2 separate regions of the Lactuca sativa genome follow, and region 1 is linked to region 2. A link is a contact called in public Hi-C data. All regions are on one chromosome and are shown on one strand. The core of a region is the stretch at or near the end of the contact, and the rest is flanking DNA. Distances in the headings are between cores, read along the strand shown. Region 1 holds the start of LOC111916111 (disease resistance protein RUN1). Region 2 holds the start of LOC111916077 (disease resistance protein RPV1).

Region 1 (4,763 bases), core at 1,878-4,377, 130 kb after region 2:
TTAAACTAATCCTAACATCACTACTAAGCACGAGCTAATAAGCCCCAATCTTGGTAACAGGAGAAGATCACCTATTTCCCATGATCAGATTCATCCTTCCATGCTCCACCTCCTCCCTTTCTTTTAGCCCCTACAAATCAGAACAAATGTGAAATCAACATCATGTATCAAGGACCCAAGAACGAGTAGATAGTGAGTTATTAGTTTGAATAGTTTATGTATCTGCCGATGATGGCTTCACTTGGCCATCCTTGATGTCTTCCAAGTATTTGGGACAACTCCTCATCCAATGACCCTTATCATCGCAATAGTAACAAATGACCTCTTTAAGGTCACTAACATCTAGAATTTCTGAGTTGGGCTTAGCCTTTGGCCCATTTCTTAATGACCCTACACGGGCCTTGTTCTTCCAGTTAGCTTTGGGAGTAGCCTTCCTTTTCTTCCCTTTACCTTTTTCAATGGTGAGAACGAGAGCATTAGCAGGAGGGGTTGATTTTTTCCCCTTCCATTTACCTCTTTGGGGCCACTACTACTCTTCGGTCAACATCTAGGTTCTATGTCTATCTTGGAGAAAATCTCCTTTCATGGTTCACGAAACGGCATCACGTTGTCTCTTGTTCTAGTGCCGAAGCCAAGTTCCGGGGGGGGGGGGGGGGGGGGGGTAGGTAATATAGTTGCTGACACTACTTGGCTATGTAATCCCCTTCTCAAACTTTATTGTCTATTGTCTTGTGCTACAATTGTCTGTTGTAACAATGTCAATGCTATGTACTTAGTCTCAAACCTAGTTCAGCACTAAATAGCCATGCATGTGGAAGTTGATTACATTTTGTTAGGGAAAGTGTTGCGATTGGTCATATGTGTGTTTTGCATGTCCCATAAGCGTATCAGTATGCACATATATTTACAAAGGGTCTTCCTACACAGTTGTTTCCAGATTTTGAAGATAATTTAAACATTCGAAACCCTATGCTCAAACTAAGGGGGTGTCTTAAATATATATTCTAGTTGGGGATATATATTCTAGTTGGGGATGTTTATTTATGATTGTGTAGTATAGGAACCCAATTGTAAATTAACTATATATATATATATATATATATATATATATATATATATATATATATATATATATATATATATATATATATATACCGATCAATATACACATCCCTATGTAAGAGGGATTTCCACAATTCTCAGTACTAATATATTTATTTTATTAATTTTAATATGTTAAAATATGAAATATGATCATATTAATACTAGATTTTTTTATTAATTATTATAATATTTTTAAAATGTTAATTTAGATATTCTGTTAAATCCAAAATATAAATCAAACTATCAAATCAATTTTAAAAAATTTAGACTATTTTTGAAAATAATTGAAAATGTTTAAATGTAAAACTAAATCAACATGTCAAATTAACTATAAATTTCTAAAACAATTTTTTTGTAATAATTGTAATTTTTCCAAATAAATAGTTTTTAAATTAATTACAATAACAATAGTTAAAAATTTGATAGCCTTATGAATTACATTATGTTACCTTATAAAGAAATGTCAAATACATAATTTCTAAATTAATTAAGCATAGTTAAAAAAAATTTGGATAAATTAGATTATAGCTTATTACCTTATTGCGGTAGGAATAAGCAGTTTTTGCAAAAGTGTTTGTGGTGGAATAAACAATAATAAGCAATAAGCAAGGGGGTGCTTATTAAAATCAGCTTATTTAACTTATTTCTACCACAATAAACTGATTTTTTAAGATTTATATCCAAACACTTAAAGTTAGCTTATTGTGATGGGAATAAACAATAAGCAAGAAGCACCCTATTTTTTTCCTATTCAAACACCCTTTAAGTCGAAAATTATATTTAGTTTCATTCACACGTCAGCTGCATGCATTGGTCATTAAACCATATATTTTTAATAGATGTTCTAATATGATTCAAAATCATTACAAATTTATATAACAATTTAGTGTAAGAAGCTATTATTTAATATCAATAACATAATTTTTTTCGATATGTATTTATCAAATTTTAACTCTATAATTTTACTCCACGGAAATGCATGTATATTCGACTAATAGTAATAATTTAAAAAAAAAAAAAAGGATAAGATGGTAAAGGCAAATGTATTTTCTTTGCCGACTTTAGCGATAGGGGTGGTATATACGACAAATTAAAACCAAGAGATGGAATCAAAACTTCGACCGAAGTTTTAATTTTGATTATACAATAGGTAATTTTTTTGTAATTTACTCCACGAAAATTAGTCTTTGTTACACAATTTGTACTTACATAAAAAATATAATAAATTACTTTTTGTCCTTGATTTTAGTTGATTGTTCGGTTTTAGTACTTAAAAAAATTAATTTTCTGTGTTATCATTAATTTGATTTTTTGTAACGCTTTTGCTTAGTAAAATAAGCATAGTGTCCTTTATTTGATTCATTTTGTATTTTTATTAGCTAGTTAGTATTATAAGTGTCTCTGATCCCCATATTCGATAAAAATGCCTCATCACCACCATTCTTCCCATTTCCCTGCTCTAAAATATAGGGTCTTCAAATTTTTAATACTTTATTGGCAATTTTCGATTACATTCTAGTTTCAAGTCTACAATGGAACATAATAGCTGTCCCTGCTTGGTCCACTCTCATGACCACCTTTATTATGTCCCCCTCAGTATTTCTTCATCTAGGAGAAAAACAGATCAAGATTTTACTGATATTCAAAGATGTCATCGGTGATAATTTCTTTTGTTGAAACTAATCATGAACAAGATCGATTATATAGGATTCATGGGATTGAAATTGTGGATAATATGGGTCACTTGGCTAAAAACCTACTCGGTATTGGACGAAATTATCATCGAATTAAAGGTTGGTGTCCTCTTATCCAAAAGTGGAGTAGATTTGATTTATATTTTTTTAGGTTCTGTCCAAGGGCACAATAAGGAGACTATCCACTATGGAATATGGGACTAAGAGCATGTTTTGAGGTTATTAAACAAAATTGAAACTTGGATAAAAACCTGGGATTTTAAATAAAGCATAAGGACCAAGTTTGTAACTTATTAAAAAATTTATAATGGGTTGATTAAAAAAAAAAAAAAAGACTCGACCCTCTCTCCTCTCTCTTCGAGACTCGGGTCGTCGTCTCACTCAATCGTTGACTGGCAGTTTCACTGAAGATTTACAGTGATCGTCGTTCGTTCTGTAGTTTTCGCTCATCTTCCTCCTCTTTCTAATCGCCGTTGGTTCTTCCTCTTTCCTCTTCACTTCAGGTCTCTTTTTTTTCCTCAGATAAATATGAAAACACATTCTTACTAGCTAGTTTGACTAATTGTTGACCAATTTCATCATCAATCATAAATCACATCATAATCATATGGGTTTTTTTTTAGAAAAAATCTATTATTACCAGATTGAAATATCGATTATTTGAATTGCATGTGTTTAGTTTTATATTTCAATTAGGAAATATACTTCCTCTATTTCTTTATAGTTTCCAATTCATTAATTCAGTCTTTTGTTTGGATCTTTTTATCGTGTTTGGATCTTTTTATTGTTTATTCACATCTAGTAAATGTTTGGAGTTCCCTTCATGAGATGTAACACTTAATTAACTGAGTAACCAATATTTACACAATTCAGATCTAAATTTATGGTGATTCTATATCCAAAATTATCTGCATATATGTTGTCTGTTTTTGAAGCAGTCTAATTCACATGTTTTTGAAGTCGTTCAGATATTTTATTTTGAAGCATATAAGGTATATTATTGTTGAGGTTATACTGTTTAATGAGATTTAAGTTGTGTATGGTATTAATAATGTGGATTTTATGTACAGACATTATGTATGGGATCTTGAGTTTGAGGCACAAGTGTGGAAAGGGTGGGATTTAAAAGCTTCAGAACACATTATTTTCTATCTGAGAGACACAAAATAGATAAATTGTGAAACCAAAATTCATAACCAATGATGTCCAGAGAAAACTGAGTTTTAGAGCTTATTGGAATTAATACACCACCAATATATAAGGAGATCATTGTCTCATAACTCATAATGGTTGTTCTCTCAGAACATTCAGAAGGATCTTCATCTTCTTCATCAACTCATAAAGGTCATAGATATGACGTATTTTTAAGTTTCAGAGGTGTTGATAATCGTCATTTTACCACTTACCTTTATAAGGCACTCATGGATGCCAAAATCACTACCTTCTTGGATGATGAAGAGATTGAAATAGGGGAAGATCTGAAACCGGAATTGGAGAGTGCTATTAAAGTATCTAGGGCTTCTATTATCATGTTGTCTAAAAGTTATGCTACTTCCATTAGGTGTCTTGATGAAATGGTGTTGATCCTTGAGCAACGAATGAAATCCAATCATGTTGTAGTCCCCGTCTTTTATCATGTGGAGCCCACCCATGCCAGGAAGCAAAAAAGTAGCTTTGGAGATGCAATGGCTAAACATAGACAGAGGATGGAGGCAGAGACAGATGCAAATAAAAGAAGTAAATTGGCTCAAAAGATGGAAAAATGGAATAAAGCGCTTGTAGAAATTGCTGGTTTAAAAGGGAAGGATATAAATGGAAGGTAAGTACTATCTTATCCTGTTATCCATATTTCTACACTCCTTAAGTTCTTTATTAATTAGTGCATGAAAAGTCAAAATCATGTTCTCCTTATGAGTTTTAATGAGTTTCTTCATAATCACCAAATAGGCATATTTTTTGATGTAT
Region 2 (5,071 bases), core at 867-3,366:
TTATATTGTATCTATTATTGAACTCACTAAGCATCACCGCTTAACCTATCAATATTTAACAATTGCAGGTGATAAGTAACCAGTATGATCTTATAATGTTGAAAGATTTAGAATAGTTTGTAATAGTACTTTTGTACTACAGTTTATGTTTGTATAAATTACAATATCCTGGGTAGTTATGTAATATATAACACTTTGTAATAGTCGGTTTGTATCCAGTAGTTTGTAATTTCTTTATCAATGTAATATATTGCTTTTATGAATATGCAAGTAGCATGTTTTGGAGTAATAATATTGTGAAGTATGAAAGTTTGGGTCTTTCAAAAATACGAAAGTTGGGGTCGTTCACATATTCTTACAGACTAAAAGTCTTATACATTTTAATATAGTTATAAATATTCTAAAAGAATATCAACAAAAATGAATGACATTCTTAAAAAATAACAACATTATGCTAAAATACTCTCGTTGTCCATGTTTTCTTCTCGAATTCTTGAATTCTGAAAGAATATTGCTGTTTTTAGATGTTGAATCCCGAAATTCTGAAAGAATATTGTTGTTTTTCTTCATTATTTGAGAATGAAGTATCATATATCTTTTTTTTCATAAGTTACCTCATCATTTCTGCATCATCCTAACATACATTAAATTCCAACAGAATATCTGAATCATGAATATTTGAAAGAAACACATGTTCATGCTTACATCACCACCAAAAATACACACCAACTTTTAGTTTTTGTTTTCTTCTTATTATCTACAAAACTCATAAGTTTTTAGTTTTTTTTTTATATAATTTTACTCAATTCAAATGGTTTAGAAAAACAAAACAATTAAAGCCAGTATATGCAAAACAAGATTCTAACATAAAATTGACTTTTATATTCAGAATCACTACAATAAAACATAGAAGAACAAGTATAAAAACAATTCCAAACCAATTACTGAATTAAACTTTTATAATCAAAGTATCTATTCAAAAGTCAAAGAGAAGAATTGATATTTCTCACTATCTGATTCTTTAAGAATGGGATAAACAATTAATGTATAAAAATTCCACTGCTTTAGAAATGATCGTGTGTCTCTACGGATTTAGATTGGGGAATTAATATTTCAAAAGTATATATTCAAAAGTCAAAGAGAAGAATTGATATTTCTCACCTCCTACTATTGTAATTCATACAGTTATCAATCATTAGTCTTAGTTGTCATTCTGTCTTCTCTCAGGCATAAACAGTATGTGTTATTTATATCCATTGTTTTAATAAAACCAAAACACAAATACAAATTAGAGTAGTATATGTCATCGTATATGCAATAACTAAGAACCAAAGATAGAAAATATAGATTAAAAAGAATCACATAAACATTAAATCAAACCTGTGGTCTTGTTGTTCAATAGTTGTCTTATGGTTCAGTATTGTCGGCTCAAAAACTCAAAATCAGATATGAAAAGAAAGACATAATCTTATTCTGACGACTTTAATTGAACATCTTTCAGGCATTCTATTTCAATCAATCTATTTTTTGCCACCATCTGTAAGCATGGAGGCATCAGGTGGATGGAAGGCGACGAATATGAAGATGAGGAAGAAGAGTAGTCGAATAGAGGATCTAGAAGTTGCTGTCATGATGGGGGATAAAAGGCCGACGGTGGTGCTCGGATGTATGAATCGATTTCTGGTGGAAATTAAGGTACAGAGGTATCAATGATTTGAGGAAGCCGTCGATGGTTAGGGATGTTGGCTTTGTAGGGTTAAACTAATTAAGGAGAGATTAATTGACTTAATTTTTACCATAATTAGATATAGTAAGTTTACCATTATACCTTTTTTTAATTTATTTAATGATTTATTATTCATGAATTCTCATTGGTGCATTTAGGCACATACTATTTGCTAGAAATATTTGAACCTAACTCTCTCTCTCTCTCTCTCTCTATATATATATATATATATATATATATATATATATATATATATATATTAATTAGGACCACTTTTGAAATTTTGTCTAAAAAATATATATATTAGACTAAAACAGCAATCTTTTAACAACCACAAGGACTATTTCTGTATTTTCTCTAGAAAATTTAACATCATTTTTGTAGAAGAAGAATTCAAAGAGGAAATATCGTGAAAGCCTCCTCTCAAGTCTCAATAGTTAAGGCAAAAGGAAAACCACACATTCTGTCTCAATTCCTTGCCGTCTCCCTTCCTTCCTCGTTGACTTGCCGTTTACCGGGGGGACTTTGCGCCGTTCACTCTGCAGTTTTCATTCGTCATCCGCTATTCTCACTGCTTCAGGTCTCGTTGTTATTCTGTAGCTAGGCAGGTAAATGTGAAAGCCCTTTCAGTTAGTTTCACATGTTAGACAGTTTTATCTTTTATTAACTATAAATCGCATATCTAATCATGTGTTTGTTCATAACATGGGATTGAAATTTCAATTAATTCTGTTACTTTTTTCAGTTTTGTATTTCAGTTAGGGTAGTGCAGAGTGCAACATGTACTTTCTTAATCCATCTACATCTTCCAACTCACAAAGACGATTCTCTACATATGATTCTTTTTGAACCTGAAGTCCTGAACAGTAACCTAAACGTGTTGAACTTGCCGACTTGTTGAAGCCAGATATTAAGAAGTATCGGTTGTTGTGGAGTGCTTTTAGGTGTTATATTCCATGAATAACAAATTAGGATTATATGCCGTTTATTTACAAATTGATAATGGATTTCTTTGTAAATCTAAGGATTAATATATAAAAGATCTTATACTTTGGGTTATTCGGATTAAACCTTTACTTTATTTTTTTCCTTTAAAAAGACCTTGCATTTTCCATATTTTCCGAATAATCTTCTGCTTAGTTTAAGGGTTAATTTTTCCATTTTTTTCTTAAAAGAACTTGCATTTTTCTGGAACCCAGATTAAACCTTAACTTTATCGTGTCAAATGGGAAGGTTGTTTCCGAAAAGAAGGAAAACTCTGAGGGTTTTTCTGTAAAAATTTGTAAAACCGGAAGATTACTTACCAGTAAACCAAATCAGAAAAAATGAAAAATAAAAAAAATAAACAAGGTCATTTTTAGGAAAAAAAAATAATGTTGAGGTTTAATCCGGAAAAAACCCAAATTATAGGGTCTTTGATGATATTAACCTTATATTGAACACCTATAATGTCGGGCAAAGCCCTCTTTGTAACATAATTAGCCCTCTTTGACATGCTCATTGTTGCAGAAGGGAAAACTCGGCCTAGCTGAACACTCATTGTTCTAGTTCTGCTTTTAGTTTTCTTGCATGGAGCAGGGATTATATCTACTTTTAAATGCAATAACTCTTGGACACTTTCTCAACTGCGATAACTCTTGGATTATATCAATCCCTTTGATAGTATTTTCATGTGGATGTTGTGATTAAAAGTAAGGTTTGGTTAACTTGAAGTCATGTTCGAGGGGCATTACAAAGCAAAGTCGTCACATTGTTACTTGCATGTAGATAAATCAAACTTCTATCATTTGGATAGATAAATCAAATTTAACAAGATTGTTCTTGCCAATATAGGGGGATCTACAAACAACCATTTCAAGAAACTTATATATTCTTGCGTTTGGATCTTTTAATTGTTTGTTCTTATCTAGTGAAATTTGGAAATTGCCAATACGTTTTTGCAATTCCCTTCCTAGGATGTAATAGTGCATCTTGTAGTTGTTTCTAGAATGGTATTTGGTGTTGATTTGTTTGAGGATTGTTTAACTTAACTTTAGATGGAAATTATTTAGACAATATTAGGGATGTCTGTGGTGGATTAATCAGATTAAAGTATTACTGTCAGGTGCATATGTATTGTTTTTTAGTCGTTTACAAAATTTATTTTAATGATTATAAGGTATTATTGTTGAGGTTATATTCTTTGATGAGATTTAAGTTACATAAGGTATTAAAATTTTTTATTTTTTGTACAGACATAATTGAGGAAATCCTGGGATACAAAAGCTTCAGAATACAAGCTTCAAACCAACGGTCATAGATCATAATGGTTGTTCTCTCTGAACTTTGTGAAGGATCTTCATCTTCTTCATCAACTCAAGCTCATAGATATGACGTATTTTTAAGTTTCAGAGGTGTTGACACTCGTCATGGTTTCACTAATCACCTTTACAATGCACTCATGCATGCCAATATTAGTACCTTCTTTGATGATGAAGAGATTGAAACAGGGGAAGATTTGAAACCAGAATTGGAATATGCCATTAAATCATCTAGGGCTTCTGTTATCGTGTTGTCCAAAAATTATGCTACTTCCACATGGTGTCTTGATGAACTGGTGTTGATCCTTGAGCAACGTATGAAATCCAATCATATTGTCATCCCCATCTTTTATCATGTTGAGCCCACCAATGTCAGGAAGCAACAAAGTAGCTTCGGAGATGCAATGGCTAAGCATAAACAGAAGATGGAGGTAGAGACAAATTCAACTAAAAGAAATCAATGGGTTCAAAAGATAGAGCTTTGGAATAAAGCGCTTAGAGAAGTTGCTGACTTAAAAGGGAAGGATGCAAACGGCAGGTAACCACTTTCTTAACCATATTTCCATACTCCTTTAATATTTTTTAATTAGCATATTAAAATTCAATATCATCTTTTCCGTATGCATTTCAATACGTCACTTCGTATACATCATACGCATATTTTTTGATGCATTAAAACTGGACAAAGATATGCTTTAAATTGAATCTAGTTTTTGCAATTATGTGATATCACAAATTAATTTGTATAGGCTGGTTAAACCATCCTGGTAATTTTAACACATTTGCTATGCATTTATTATTTTATCACAAATTAGTTCATGTAGGTAAATCATTTTAATGATTTTATATGCTTTCAATTAATAAACCAACTATTGAACAGTTGTAACGCATGTAATATTTTTGTATATCTTTCTACCTTGAAATTATATCATCTTTTATTATCATATTTTAATGCTTTTACTTGTAAGTATTAAAGGTTAACTTATAACTGTTCACTGACATTTTCTCCAGATTTATGCAAAACCACATTGGGATTTAATTACTA

The links. Hi-C and Micro-C count contacts between places; a contact is called where the count stands out from the background.
Region 1: a Hi-C map of leaf shows a contact between it and region 2, with 4 times the contacts expected there. The contact joins the promoter of LOC111916111 here to the promoter of LOC111916077 in region 2. A contact is called at or near these places in 2 of 4 Hi-C or Micro-C datasets (leaf and seed).

Annotation. Positions count from the first base shown.
Region 1 is chr1:151,880,763-151,885,525 of Lsat_Salinas_v11, forward strand. It overlaps LOC111916111 (disease resistance protein RUN1), which reads left to right and starts at 3,128. Exons shown (of 7, transcript XM_023911746.3): 1 at 3,128-3,301; 2 at 3,869-4,617. The coding sequence starts at 4,085.
Region 2 is chr1:151,752,444-151,757,514 of Lsat_Salinas_v11, forward strand. It overlaps LOC111916077 (disease resistance protein RPV1), which reads left to right and starts at 2,117. Exons shown (of 10, transcript XR_006183161.2): 1 at 2,117-2,334; 2 at 3,961-4,564.